Regions from separate parts of the Danio rerio genome. Here region 1 is linked to region 2. The links are chromatin contacts, called in public Micro-C maps. All regions are on one chromosome and are shown on one strand. Each heading gives the region's core, a stretch centred on a gene start, on an enhancer-like site or on the middle of the called end of the contact. The rest is flanking DNA. Distances are from core to core; before and after follow the strand shown.

Evidence for each region. A called contact is a pair of places that touch in the nucleus more often than the background predicts.
Region 1: a Micro-C map of caudal fin shows a contact between it and region 2, with 4 times the contacts expected there. The contact joins the promoter of atp5f1d here to the enhancer-like site in region 2. A contact is called at or near these places in 2 of 18 Hi-C or Micro-C datasets (caudal fin and an unstated tissue).

What each region holds. Positions count from the first base shown.
Region 1 is chr22:18,482,311-18,487,121 of GRCz12tu, forward strand. It overlaps atp5f1d (ATP synthase F1 subunit delta), which reads right to left and starts at 1,964. Exons shown (of 5, transcript NM_199968.1): 1 at 1,791-1,964. The coding sequence starts at 1,904.
Region 2 is chr22:18,141,873-18,146,384 of GRCz12tu, forward strand. All of the region lies in intron 2 of yjefn3 (YjeF N-terminal domain containing 3), which reads left to right. Among named protein-coding and RNA genes, the nearest start is that of cilp2, 19 kb to the right of the region's middle. Within about 2 kb of position 2,704, at least 22 of the 62 cell types and tissues checked have an H3K27ac peak or open chromatin away from gene starts, as enhancers often do. A contact at or near this core is called in caudal fin, where this site is marked.

The DNA.
Region 1 (4,811 bases), core at 714-3,213, 340 kb after region 2:
AAACAAGTAGTTCAAAACAAGTTATTACACATATAAATATTAATGAATATTCCAACTTTACAGGGAATGTTACATGTTTTCAGTTAGCTGTAACTAATGATGAACTAATGACTAGCCAATGGTAAAGTCTGTTTGACAAGATACTGGGCTAATCGACACAGAAACAAGATTAAGGTAAAGCTGGTTTTATATTTGCACATTTGAACTGTAACTTCAAATTACTTTGTAATTTCAAAAAAGTAATCTTTGCAAATTCGAAGCAGTGAAATCATATTAGCTGCCAAAAACTGTCAAAGTACAACATCACAGTCAGTGAAAGAGTGCTAATGTTGTTTTAAAGGCATATATACATGCTATTTCAGACCAAACATTCAAAGTAGTGCACCACAAGTGCTTACTATTCTTAAGTGAGTAAATGAGTGAATATAAAACCAACTTTACCTCAACAGAAACAAGGTGCATGTTTACTTAAATGAATAATTCACCATAAAAATACAATTTTGTCATCAGTTACTCAGCCTTTAATTGTTTCAGACCTTATTTGGGCTTCTTTCTTGTTATAAACAGAAGATGATATTTTGAAGAATGCTGAAAACCTATAACCATTGGCTCTCATATTATCTGTTTTCCCTACTAAGAAGTCAAAGGTCGCAGGTTTTTAGTTTTGTTCAAAATATCTTCTTTAGTGTTCAACTGAAGAAAGAACTCAAAGATTTATTTTAGAACCACTTGAAGGAGAGTGAGCAGAGTAAATTTTCATTTTGGGCTTTAAAAAGTGTTTAAATTTTAGTTTATTTGATTTATATTTTTAGTGCATGCAGCTTTTAATTTACAGTTTATCATTTAAATCTATTGTAAGATTTTTGTAAGATCAATTTGACTCCAGAAATTTCTCTGATATTAAAGCTTGAGTTTTGTTAAACAATTATATTGAGCTTTTTAAAAGACTAAGATAACCCAAAAATGAATATTACGCCATCATTTACTTACCCTTGCTTTAAACCTATTTGCGTTTCTTCTTCTGAACACAAACATAAGATATTGTGAAGATTGTTGGAAACCTGTAACCACTCACTTCATAATATGTTTACCCTAGTATGGAAGTCAATAGATTACATGGTTTCAGATTTCTTGAAAATATCTTGTTCAAGAAAAAACTCAACGCTTTAATACCACTGGACAAAGAGTAAATGGCGATTAAATTAAACATTATTGGATGAATTATCTACTTAAAGTTAGACTAGCTAATGTTGCAAAGACAAAAGCTGTGAAACAGGCTTCTTGCTCAAACACCTTCATATCGATATAACAATAATTTCAGTGGTGAACAATTAAAAAAAATAAGTTAACTTAATTTATCAGGTGAAGCATTCAAAATTGTAATTTTCATCCTGAAACGCTTTGTATTAAAGTCAAGGTGACAGACGTGCTCTGAGCCGATGCTAACAGTCTGCTAAAGTCATTCAAACTTCTGTGCGTATTTTACAAACCTGAAATCCAAACAATCTAATTATTAAACTGAAATTACCATCCTATTATTTCTATCCATATATTGAAATCTCCATAAAGCGAAATGACAAAAACCACTTCACAACCTCTTCATTTAGTGACAAGTTTACCACATAGAACGTGCAACATGCACGCGCACAAACAAAACATACTACAGCTACAACAAACAGCAAACACATGGCAACCTGAACATATTAAGCGACATGAAATAATACAGAACACATCACAGCCGGTGTTCATGCTAATATTAGCATGTTAGCCGAGCGTGTAGGCCCGAGTACCTCTGTGGGTGATGCGAAAGTGAAGGACATCTGAGCGGAGGGCGCGTCGGCATAAGAGCGCGCGTGTCTGAGCGCGGGGGCCGCGCGACGGAGAAGAAACCTCGCTGCAAACATTTTCACCACGGAGAAGCAAACCGACCCTTACCGCACTGCAATGCACAAGACTCGGCTTCCCTGTCCACACAGACTGTCAGTCAGAGAGTGAGCGGCTGATAGGACAAGGGCATGGGCAACCTTTCCCGCCAGGCTTTGCGCGAGCTCTGGGCTGATGGGATATGTAGTTTTTAAACAAATATGTGGGAACGTAGTCTATGTGACCCTGGATCACAAATCATAAGCAGTGTTGGGGAAAGTTACTTCAGAAAGCAATGCATTACAATGTCGAGTTACTCCCCCAAAAAGTAAGTATTGGCGTAACTTAGTTACTTTTTTTGGAAAGTTACATTACTTTTGAGTAACTTTTTCATACCTGCCTGAGTCTTGATCTCTTTTACAACTTGCAGGGTATTTTTCTTTTCCTTGTTAATAGAGTTCTTCATTTATTGACACACTGTATAACCTACACCTTTATTTACATTAAAAAATAATTAAAACATTTTTTTGAATATCGTTACCTTCTGAGAACCTCCTGACACTATACATGCCATACATATTAATGAAAGTTGAAAGCAATGTGTTTGCTACTTTTTTATTTTTGTCTCATTAGTTCAGTATAATCACTGCCCATTGGCACTATCCCCTTTTCTTCCATTTGTTCAAAAGAATTAGAATTCTTCCATCACAGAAATGTAAGGCTCTGCCATTTTGGTGTCTGTCTGTTCCTGCAGGGAGCTCTTTCTCTCATTGAGTGTGTGATTCAACATGATAACACTCATTTTCATTCACCCAACCATTTTTAAAAATGTATTAATTATTCTATAAAGTGGGCTGCGCAGTAAGTAGTGCTGTCGCCTCACAGCAACAGGGTCGCTGGCTCAAGCCTTCGCAGGGCCGGTTGGCATTTCTAGGTGGAGTTTGCATGTTCTCCCTGCATTCGCGTGGGTTTCCTTCAGCTGCTCTAGTTTTAAAAGGATTGCATTACATTACTTGTTACTTGTTAATATTATTACGTAACTTGCGTTACTTGTAATGCATTACCCCCAGCACTGGTCATAAATTTACATTTTTGGAAACTGAATAAATATGCCTTTTACTGATGTATTGTTGGTAAGACAATATTTGGCAGAGATACGACTATATGAAAATCTGTAATCTGCAGGGTTCAAAAAGCCTACTGAAATGCTTTAAAGCTATCCAAGTTTATGGAAATGCATATGACTAATCGAAAATTAGTTTTTTTGATATATTTGCCGAAGGAAATGTACAAAATGTCTTCATTGATCAAGATCTGTATATGCACCCATAGAATAGAACAAACAGAATAAAATTAAATCAAAATACAGAAGACAATTTAAGGACATTGAATTACAGAAATAAATGTTTAGAGCACAACAAATTAAATAAATGAAGCTTTCAGATAAAAAACACAATTTCATTAGGTAGTAATTTATCTTAAATTGCATTAAAATACATTTTAAATGTGTCACTAATAACCTTTTCATTCACATTCAAGTTAAACACAAATCTAGGATTTCCCTGATGAAAATGTGCACTGTCAGATGGTCTTTTATATAAAGTTCCCTTTATGTATATTTTCCTGTTCCCATAGGAAAATGTATAACGCTAAACTGTAGTAATGTTTTTTCTTTCTTTTTACTTTGTAGTCCCAAATATTCATTCATTTTCTTTTTTCTTAGTCTCTTTATTAAGCTGGGTTCGTCACAGCGGAATAAACTACCAACTTATCCAGCATATGTTTTCCCATCACTGGGAAACATCTAGACACACTGATCGACTCACATACACTACGGACAATTTAGCTTACTCAATTCACCCATACTGCATGTCTTTAGACTGTGGGGGAAACCGGAGCACCTGGAGGAAACCCACACGAACACGGGGAGAACATGCAAACTCCACACAAATTTGCCAACTGACCCAGCCAAAGCTTAAACCAGTGACCTTGTTGCTGTGTGCTAGCTAGTGCTATCCATAGCGCCACCATGCTGCCCTAGTCCCAAATATAAATCTGAAATATGGAAAATATGCAAATTACATGACTTATAAGTTTGTATTTGGATTTTACATATAGCTAAGTCAAATGTACAACATATATATCACGGTACTGCAAAAATGGCCGCTTGCATACTGTATATTTTTTAAAATCTGCATACTGCATACACCCTTTACATATACACACTCTATAAATATACACTCCATACATATTGCTACATGATAAACTCCGTACATATACACATGATACACCCCATACTGTACATATACACACTCTATACATACGCACACATAATACACCTCTTACAAATACACACTCTATACTTCTGCACACATGAGACACCCGTTACATATACACACTCTATACTTATGCACGCATGAAACATCCCATACATATACACACTATATATATATATATATATATATATATATATATATATATATATATATATATATATATATATATATATATATATATATATATATATATATGAAAATGTTACTATGGTTTAATAAATATAAGGTTGCTTAAGTAATCATTTTGAATAAAATATGTTTGTTTAATATTAGTTTTTTTTATGTTTGTTTTATTATTGGTGTTACTATTCATCAAGGGTTATGTCCAGTAGGGGGCAGGAATGCACTTAAGTGGGTTTTCCTGTCACCAATAAACAGGCTAATGCACCAAACTGCTGGATGCCAGCCGCTGTAAAAATATAACTTGTAGTTATTAAACACAAAAGGACTGTCCAGATGGTATATATAGCTTTTCCATGGGGGTTAACTTGACCAACATGATGAACAGACTTTCAATCAGCGTTTTTTTTTTTTTTTGTTTATGCTGAATAATTAACAATCAAAATGATACCAAAATCTTGCAATTTTGACACCCACATTGTAAAAACATAA
Region 2 (4,512 bases), core at 1,454-3,953:
CATTATGAGAAATAGTTGCAGTTTTGAGGAGGAAGTGTTGTTGTGAGATTTGCTCAATTTCTACAGAACAATATGCAGCTAAGAAAAACAGTTGCAATTACAAGAAATGTGAGATATGAGTCAGAATAAATCATGATAATGATCATACAGTACAAATAACTTCCTTCCCATGTTACAGTTTTTCTCAGTCGCTCTGGTGCATTTCTCACAACACTATTTACATTTGCACTACAGGTAATGCATTTCTCAAAACAATTAGTCATTTGTGCACATCCTAGCAGTTTCTCATTCCTTCCAACACACTGCAGATTCTTTTGGACATGCATCAATTGCTTTCACAAAACTCTCTGCTGTTTTATAACATTATCATTTGCTTATGTCATGTCAGTCAAAATTAACTAAACTTGTAAATGCTTAATAGTCATTCCATATAAAACTAATAGTCCTCGTTTCATTGCTTGAGTCATTACATACAAAAATTTTAAACTAGCTGTTTAACAAATTTTATAAAAAAAATGTAAATCTTTATTTTCCTGAAAATGCCTTAAAAATTGAACAATTTTATGAATGATTTACAGACCTGTGTTGTAGGTTCAGTTCAAATATGTTCTGCAATATTGTTTACAGTTGTGCACAGCTCTACCCAAAGGAAGTTTATGTTGTAAAGGGTTTATTTATTCTTTTGCACAATGCTGTGACTAAATTCGAATTGCAACGAGCAAATGCAGAAAAACTGTGAAACCTACATATTCAGTGTCTTGTACTCAGATACTTCACTAAATGCAGTGATGTCTAACTTTACTGTAGTTTTCAAACGGCTGTGCAAATAGTATATAGCGCTGTCTTGGGCATTTTCAGGAAGTGTCACCAAAATCTCACTTTTTTGCATTGAAAAAAAATGTACAGAGTAAACTGACATAATGAAAACGTGACTAAGCCATTTGACTATCTTGTTCATAAACAATGATGTCAGGACTTTTCATTTTGATGACACTGACACTTTTGATTGACATGAATACTTGCTTTTGAGGAATGTACTATCCATTTTCAGCAAGTGACACGTTTTTGCAGGTTATCAGCTAGGTTTTGCAGTTTGTACTAATTGTTTTGAGAAACGCATTAACTGTTGTGCAGAAATGCACTAGTGTTGTGAGAAACGCACCAAAGCGACAGAAAAACTGTAATATAATAATAATAATAATAATAATAATAATAATAATACTTTTATTAGAGTACAAATACTTTTCTTCTCATGTTAATTCAACAATAATAATAATTATAATACTTTTTATTACAGTAAAAATAATTTTCTTCCCATGTTAATATAATAAAAATTATAATAATACTTTTATTAGAGTACAAATAAATTTCTTTCTATGTTAACAACACTAATAATAATATTACTTTTATGGTTTGTGGCAAGTATTGTTCACTATTAATAGCAAACAATACTTATGCCTGCCATGACTAAATGACTAAAACTTGTTACACCTAAAATAACTTAATTTATTACTGAAAACTGTCATAAATTAAGTTTGTCAAACTTAATTCATTTATTTAACTTCACTTAATCCACTTATTTAAAAATGAGTTGAAATGACCCAATTCTTAGGTTTTTTTATTTTTTGTAGACAAGCAAAGTTTTTTGTGACAACAAAAAGAATTGTGGAACCCAACGTCTACACTGTAAAAAATGTAGGGTTCCACACAATTCATTCATGTTGTCCCAACACAAATTGATTAAGTTAACGTAACACTTTTAACAAATTTATGTGGATTGAACATAAAAACATTACGTTGTCCCAATCAAATGTCAAGAATTGTGTTGTGTAGCTCATTTTAAATAAGTAGATTGAATAAGCAAAACATAAATAATTTTTTTGAGTGTATAATACGCCGGAGCATTCATCAACAAAGAGTTGAAAATACTGTATAACACTACTTTATGGTTCAAAATCACTAGTTTTTATAGTATTTTTTTATAGTATTTATAGTATTTTTATAGTTTTTTTTCCTGGTGGGTTGTGTTAAATTTAATTAAATTGCAAGATGTATGCCCCTAAACATCTTTAAAAATATAAAGACACTACATGTAAATTCATGTGAAATGTTGGGAAACTCTGAGGCATAAATAGGCTTTCACACAAAAGGTTTACAAAAAAAAGAGAAGCTTTTCAAGAGGGGATCATATTAAATCCCATCTTTACCCCCTGCCCCTCTAAAATCCCATTTTATCCTCCTGCTTAAAAACCCCTCATGACAAACCCAGCACGCCATCCCAGAAGGTGTTGAAAGTCTCCGTTCTGACTCGGGCTTGCAGTATGGCGGTCTCAGGACATCCTGAGGGCTCCGATAGAGTCAGGCCAACCCAAACCAGACTACTGCGGTCAGCGCTCCATCTGGATCCAGTCAGCCTGACAGGCAGCGCGGGGCTCCTCTTGACCTACCTGAGAGTTGCTTAAAGCCCCAAATTGCTTCCTGATTTGGCCCGTGTGAAGTTTTCTAGTGCTTTACAGACTTGGTTAGCGTCGACAAAACTTCCTGCGCTGTGACCTTTGTGAGGTCGCCATAAATTGTGGCTAGAGAAAACACAGTAGCCGGTAACTGCGAGAAGAGCATTACATCAGCACAGTTGTGTGTGTGGGGGGAATGTAATCTTGGTTGTATTTTACCACAATGTGATTTCACAACCAAACTATCCAGCGCAACGGACGCCAAAGTCAACGTCACCGTCTACATCGGGGGGGAAAAATGCTTTGGTGTTGCGCTACGTCAAGGCTGATGTCTGTGATCACTCCCTGCTTTGGATATCAGGAAGTTATTTTTATCACCGGGGGCTCATGAAACGCTCTTTGTGTTTCTAGAGAGAAAAAAAAGCAGAGACTGACATGAAACTGTCTGTGAGCTCACTGGCCTTTATTTCAACATGGTTACATGATAAAGCAGAATAAATAAAAAATGTGAGACCACTGTCTATAGAAATTTGCTAAGTATGACCAAATTAATATACTGAAATATCATATATTGGAATGTTTATAATGAAAATGACTGTTGACTGTTTTAGTTTAATTTTTGTTCGTTTTCATACTATCATTATCATAATTAATAGAAGTAAAACTAAAGTAAAACTAGTTTTAGTTTTAAAGAGCCCCTATTATGCATTATAAAAGGTCATATTTTAGGGGTCTTCAACAACAGGCTGATATGCATGCAAGGTCAAAAAACACTTTCATTGTCTCATAACAAGCATTTTTTTGTACCTAATTATAACAACGACTCCCATATGATCCATTCAGTGATTCATTTGTTCCCAAACCCCTCCTTAGTGGCAAGCTAATCTGTGCTGATTGGTTCGATGACCCAGTCTCTTGTGATTGGTCGACTGCGTTTAGCACAAGACAGAGAGAAATACCCACCATGGCTATGAAGTAGCACACAGAGTACGTGATAGCCCAACTCAGGAATGCAAAGAAGCAATGCATTTAAAAACTAGGATATACTCTATTCTTAACCCTAACCCCTAGTAATTAGAATGACACATGTACACAGTGGCAAAAGTTGAACAATTTTGAAAATTGACCATGTGTATAAACAGCTGATGGTGGCCATAGCAAAGGCAAACGGCAGAGGATTGCGAGTTCAGAAACGCATTTTAATCAGTAAAAGAATTAGCACGCATCACGTTTTTAACGTGGTTTTGGACGCAATATGTGAATAATCCCATGAAGGTTTAACCTGAGTGATTACTCGCGCGGAGCGACGACAAATAACACACACTTAAATAATATTTTGCTAACTACACAAAATGAGGCAACAATTTTGACACATGTTATGATCAGGAGGAAGAAGAAACTGGTCCAATATGAACTGTAACAGTAACTGACAAAGTCCCTTCCAAAATAGTCTCTGCTGCTCCTTCTTTTAATAGCAAACGGCCGACGAATCCCGCATTGCAGCGTAGGTTATTTTATCAAAAATCAGATGACAGGAATGACAGGAACAAAGACAGAACTAGGTTGACTGTGGTGTTGTTGTGAAAATGAACTTTAACCCTTTATTCCCCACAGCCAGATCTCCATCTGTCAGTGATCGTCATCTTTGCGTCATGATCAGTCCTGTAATCCCCAGCTCTCTGCTAGTGTTTAAAGGAAAAGGCGCGTTCATGTTTTACCGGCTCTGACACTACCGATATGGTGATGTACGGTATTGACATCGACGCGTTCAAGCAAAAGATCCGAACCCAACATGATTCATTTATTCGACTCTGAGTCAACTGTTTCGTTAAAGACTCAATAGTTTTAAACACGTTGCACTTTCAGATTTAACCCTCCACTGGATGTTTTCATTCACTTAGTGTTGTGTTACACACTGCATAGAAAGTAATTTTCAAAAACCCATAATAGGGGCTCTTTAATATTTAGGGGCTGGTGAAGACAATGTGCTTTAAAAACTTTGTTTTTTGCAAACTTTACTAAAACCTCTAAATACAGTCCAGAGTTGTTATTACTATAT